2 separate regions of the Zea mays genome follow, and region 1 is linked to region 2. Evidence: chromatin contacts called from public Hi-C data. All regions are on one chromosome and are shown on one strand. The core of a region is the stretch at or near the end of the contact, and the rest is flanking DNA. Distances in the headings are between cores, read along the strand shown.

What was found. Hi-C and Micro-C count contacts between places; a contact is called where the count stands out from the background.
Region 1: a contact with region 2 is called in a Hi-C map of leaf, with 2.1 times the contacts expected there. The contact joins the promoter of LOC103647800 here to the enhancer-like site in region 2. A contact is called at or near these places in 6 of 25 Hi-C or Micro-C datasets (bundle sheath, ear, leaf and 1 more).

Annotation. Positions count from the first base shown.
Region 1 is chr2:215,761,107-215,763,839 of Zm-B73-REFERENCE-NAM-5.0, forward strand. It overlaps LOC103647800, which reads right to left and starts at 1,382. Exons shown (of 1, transcript XM_008672309.2): 1 at 58-1,382. The coding sequence starts at 1,271. The coding sequence ends at 291.
Region 2 is chr2:215,635,055-215,638,104 of Zm-B73-REFERENCE-NAM-5.0, forward strand. No RefSeq gene overlaps it. Among protein-coding and RNA genes, the nearest start is that of LOC100285965, 13 kb to the left of the region's middle. Within about 2 kb of position 1,372, at least 12 of the 20 cell types and tissues checked have an H3K27ac peak or open chromatin away from gene starts, as enhancers often do. A contact at or near this core is called in bundle sheath, leaf and leaf mesophyll, where this site is marked.

The DNA of each region.
Region 1 (2,733 bases), core at 132-2,631, 130 kb after region 2:
AGTAAAACTGTACAAGCAGGTGCTCTGATTGCGAGAATGTCAAGGCAGAACAAAGAGTAATCGTGACCAAAGTCAGACTACTGCGTATACAATAGACTGTGCAAACTGAAGTTATGGGCAATTGATCGTTGCTCGTTAATTCTTTTGCGTACCATTAATTGGTGCACTGCTTCCTAGTCAGACAGATTTTTTTTCTAAAAAAGTTTTTTTTAAAAAAAAAGGAGAACTCTTTCCTTGATCATACACACAAACTACTCGAACAAAGGCACGATCTTGACGGAGCAATCGGCCTACTTCTTGTCCTTGACGATGGAGAGCTCTTGGAGCCAGAGCCAGTCCAGGATCCTACTACGACGGGCCACGCCCTGGCCGCTCTTGGCGCCGCCCTTCTTCCTGCTCCGCTTCGCCGCCTCCGCCGTGCGCGCGGCCGCGGGCTCGACCACGTCGGGCGAGCACTTGCAGCCGAGGCTGTCCCCGAACAGCGCCAGCTGGCCTAACCCGACCTTCCTGTCGACGGCGGTGGCCACCTGCTCGAACCGCGCGCTCCTGCTGCTGCCCCCGCCGCCCCTGGCATCGCCCCCGCCGGGGCGCGGCGGCGGCGGGGGGTACACGTCCGGGGCGCCGGCGACGCCGAGGCGGAACAGGCCCCACGCGGCGCCGGGCTGCGCGGACCCGGTGCTGCGGCGCGGCCGCGCCCACCGCAGCTGCGGCGACGGGCTCGGGTGCGCGTAGAACACGCTGCTCGACAGCGACCGCCGCCGCGGCGCGCCCTGCTCGCTCTTGGACGACTGGCTCCGGCTGACGCACCCGCTGCTGCTGCTGCTGCAGCTGGAGCTCGCGCTGCGGCTGCCGGACCGCGACACCCGCCCCACGGTGGAAGCCGCCGACTCCGACCTCGGCAGCGTGGCGCCGTCGGCGGCCGAGGAGGGGCGGAGCGGGAGCAGCTTGCCCTGCCAGAAGAGCTCGTCGGCCACGCACATGTCCGCCCCCGCCCCCGCGCCCTTGCCGGCCGGGACGATGCCACCAGACGACAGGATGCAGAACTCGAAGTCGTCGCCAGAGTCCGGGGTGGGGCCGTCGGCGTCGGTGCGAGGCTCTGCCGCTTCGTTTGCCATGGTCGGATTCTTTCCTTGGTCCAAGGAGAATGAGGGAGAGAAATGGCCAGGTTTTCGTTGTGTTGTCTTGTGGTCTTCTTTTTGGCTTGTTCGGTTTTTATCTTGGAAGAACAGAGGACCCTGTGATGTCATATAAACACTGCACTTGGCAGCCATTAGTCAAACACTCAAACCTCAAAATCCCAACGGCTGATTTTGGCTAGCTTTAAAACGACACTGTTTTGCCAAGTGTCTATTTTAGATGGTAATAGGGGGGAAATGCGATTATGGAAACAAATTGTGTTGACCAATTAATTGCTATAAAAATATAAGACTTATTCAAATTCAAGTGCCTGGATTTTAGTTTTTACAGGTATATTTATATTAAAATTACAGTTTTAGTATGTTGTGTTTTCCATAGCCATGGTCTATAGTTTTTTTTCCCAAAAACAACAAAAAAACGCCAGACAAAACCTAATTTGCGTTGGCACAAATACAATTATCAATTTACAACTGTTTCTATAGTCATACAAGGATAAACAAATTGATATGTTGTGACACAGAGACAAATAATAAATTTTCTATGCTAGCTGGCGTCGCATAAGTAGTGTAAAGATATAATATTAAAAACCATCTCGCCAAAAAAAACATTCATGTATCATAGATATGCTTAAATGATTGTTTCTGTCATAAACATGGTTTGAATGTGAAACATAACTGCGCATCAAATTAAGTATTTTGGTCAACTTAGGGCATGTTTGTAACCAAATAGTTTGTAAGAAACTGATTTATCAAAATGAGGTGGTTCTAAATATACTAGTTTATGTCTCAGTTTATAGAAATTATATTCAGGGTTTCTTAAAAACCAAGAATCTAGCCTCTTCTAGCTAAAAATTAAAAATTGGTTTCTTAAAAATGTATTGCTTTTAAACAAGACCTTATTGGTACCCAAATACTGCAAGGAGATAAATGCCTAACAGAACCCCCCCCCCCCCCCTCCCCCCAACATAAAATTGTTCTGCTTGAAATATGTTTGAAGAGAGAAAATTATGAGTGAGAAAAATTGTCCGTCAAACCTAAATGTCTAACCGATTAGTTCAAGCGCAATATGTCATCAGGGAGGAAACTGAAGATATATTGTACTTAATTGTTAGAAAACCATGTACTGTAGTAGTTATTTTGTCTTGCATTAGTAGAAAAACGATTTAACCAATGCTTTGACCATTTAATTGATCGACAAATTGGTACCGCAAGAACATCCAAACATAATCAACATTTGAGAATACCCTTTTGAATGTTGGAAAAGAAGAGTACAAGAAAATAACCTTGCCGTAAAGTTCATTGCAGCGCTGCTTGTACTACTGCCGCAAAAAAGTCTTCAACAACTACAGTTCCTAGAGAGAGAAAATCATGCCGCCACCGCACAAAGGGACAGCCGAGCGTACGAAAAAGAATGGCTCTTTAGGGGGTGTTTGGTTGCTCCTGCTAAAGTTTAGTCCGGATCACATTAAGCGTTTGACTTTTAAATAGGAGTATGAAATATAGACCCAACCAACTGTACTAGATTCGTCTCGTCTTTTAATCTTCGGCTGACAAATTAGTTTTATAATCCGACTACATTTAATACCCGGAACGGAGG
Region 2 (3,050 bases), core at 122-2,621:
ACACTCCCGTCATAGACTTGCTTTCCCTTAACGCAACCTCCATTATGGATTCACGTGCCACCTCTAATTCTCGCCAGAATCGCAATCTGGGTTTTGAGGCTAAATCCACGAAATTGTCGCCGGTGGTTTCGAGGCTTAACCACTAAACTGCCGCAGATAATATAGTCCCTTACGTCCTAGACATGTGTCCCGTATGTCCTCAATCGCGTCAGTGAAACGATCCGCTCTGTCATGTCCTCGTTTCTGTCGATGTTCCTATGTGTCAAACACCACAATTAGTCTACTGACTTCTTTAGTCTCCCGATCAAGTTGCAGTGCTTGTCCTTCACCACTCTTGGTCTGGCGACACGAACATGTATGAGCTTCAACTTCATCGTTGAGACATTGATCACCGCCTTCGGACTTCACAACTGCGTACCACAAGTAAAGAAACATGTTGCATACACTCACAGATACTATTATGTTGACAATCACTCATCACAAAATTGAAGAGTGGACAATCACCCATCACAAAATTGAAAAGTGAGGAGTGAGAAGATGACGAGACACGTTGTAAGTGGACGAGAGTACTGAGAGCCATGCAATTCAGCTATCGATCGGTCGATGGATTAAACTAAAGTGAACCCATCGCCCAATATAATGCAAGCTAGACGAGCGATCGACGCGCAGGAGTAAACAATGGCCCTGCAGTTCCTCTTGCCTCAACTCAGAATCCAAAGCGCTTGTCGCCACGCTTTTGGACTCCTCATGTCCGGGGCATATCCATGGACGGGGAAAGCGCCTCCCCACCAACACCCCCGAGCACATGTGCCAACACTCGCCTCGCTTTCATGGCGCCCGCGCATCTTGTTCCCTGCGGCGTCGGCTTGGAACAATCCACACAGGTTCGGTGTCTAAAAGGGAATTTCCCTCGAAAAGTTCAGACGCCCTCGCCTAGCTACTTGGCCGCACCCGCTTTTAGCTAAAACAATGCCCTAATCGTCTCGTTGTTGGTTGCCGCCAAATATAAAAGACCATACTAGCCTGCAACTCACAACTAACACTCTGATGAGTAGCGGACAGATCTGACAAAGAGAACTGCCCCTTGAGAAAAAGCTGAGACCGAGCTAGCTAGCTGCTTGTCAGCTTGCCCTTGTATATATCTTCAGCGCAAACGATTTGATTTCAGTTAATTAGTGCCCTGATCATATCAGTGTGTGGATTACTATAATGGCGCGAGCTTTAGACCTATCCTCTTCGCCCTATGTGCTTTGCATGAGATTCTTCGACTGGCAAACGCCTTTGCATGGATGCGAAACCAAGATATGCATGCAATGTTGAATCGCCTTTTCAGAGAGCATATATATGCATGCACACGCACTGCTCAAGTCCAAGGAGGAACCAGCAGGCCCCAACTTTTTTGCTGATGTATTTGACCGGCCGGCCGGGGACATTTGGGATGCTCTGCATCGCACAAAATCTGTTGTTGTCAAGATTGTTTAATTGTGAACCTAATATTTTGATGATCTGCCTTTTTGGTCATGGATTTATTTGGGTGTCAATTTGTAAGTATATAGATGCATGTACATATACACAACTCCGGCCATACTTGTTGCATTGCATGAGGCGATCAAACCCAAAAGCAAGTAGCTACCTAACCTAAGGATCGACACGTGTGTATGAGATAGAGGATGTTGCTCATATATATAGTCTGTGGAGGAAAACTTCGACAAGTAACCAACAACATCACCTTTATCAGATGATCTTGACGTTACTAATTTCAATTCTCTGGGTTCAACAACGTCTACGATCGACCTTGCGCTTTGTTGAAATTTTATGTGTCGTTTTGCAGAAAAAAAAACTAGCTGGCTTTTCATACCAAAGGCAGCTAGCGGGGATTTAGTATATATATAATTTCTAGCTAGTTTAGAAAACTAGTAACAACACTAGAATCGAACTATAGTTCACTCTTGAGTTATAAACTACTAGTTCAACTTGTACAAAATGAAGAACTTAACCATTTTTGCATCTCGATCTTCTACAAATTTCATATGAGAATGAGAACTTTCCCGGCCGGAATGTACCAGGGGTTTGAATTTTTGAGTGACCAAAATATGTTATTTAAATTGATTTATATTTTCTACTGGGCATGTAGTTTGCATTACGTATTTTGCCGCTTATACAAAGGCTAAGCTACGTTCGCTCGGCTGTTGCAGCTGATAAAAAAAATGAGGGCATCAGGCATGCAGGGCTCTAAGACAGTATATGCTCGTTAAATGGATAAGGTGGCTACATATATAAATGCAATGTACAACTGTCTGTGTCCAGAGTACATAGTTAAGATCAGATCAGTACACAGTTCAGTGTGGACTAAGTAACTGTATATATACGACAGTTCTTGATATTCTCAACCTCTAACATCAGCATGACAGTGACATATATAGTATCACTAAGACCATGATTGGACCAAGACATGTTTATCTAAGAATTGTATATAGCCGCCTAGCTATCAAGGTTTAGAAGAATTACAATTTCATGGTTTTCTTAATCTAACAAGTTGATTATACTAAATGCTCCGCTTGTATCACGGTCCTATATTGGCTATTGAAGCATTTATGTTGTGTTTGGTTTGTGGAGTCACTCTATGCTTCATGAGGTGATGCATCATAAGTTCATTCCATTAATTTTGGTGGAATCAACCCACTCCTCATGTATATACTAATTATTAGCTTATGAGGAATGGGGTGGTGATGGATCAACCCATTCTATTCCACAAACCAAATAAAAAAAGTGAGGAGTGAGAAGAAGATAAATCACTTCATTCCTCAAACCAAACACACTATTAACTTCTGCACTGGTCCATGCAATATTGTATCTTCCAAAGCGATCCAACCTACTCCAATGCTAGCTCATTTGTAATAAGATACTTAGTTGTAGGCGAACACAAGTTTTACATTTTCATGAACTAGCTAGCAAGTAGCCATGCATATACACCAATCCTAATCTTATCATCACTGTTTAAGACCTGTTTGGGAGGGCTTAACTTCAAAAATTTCAGGATCATTTTAGTT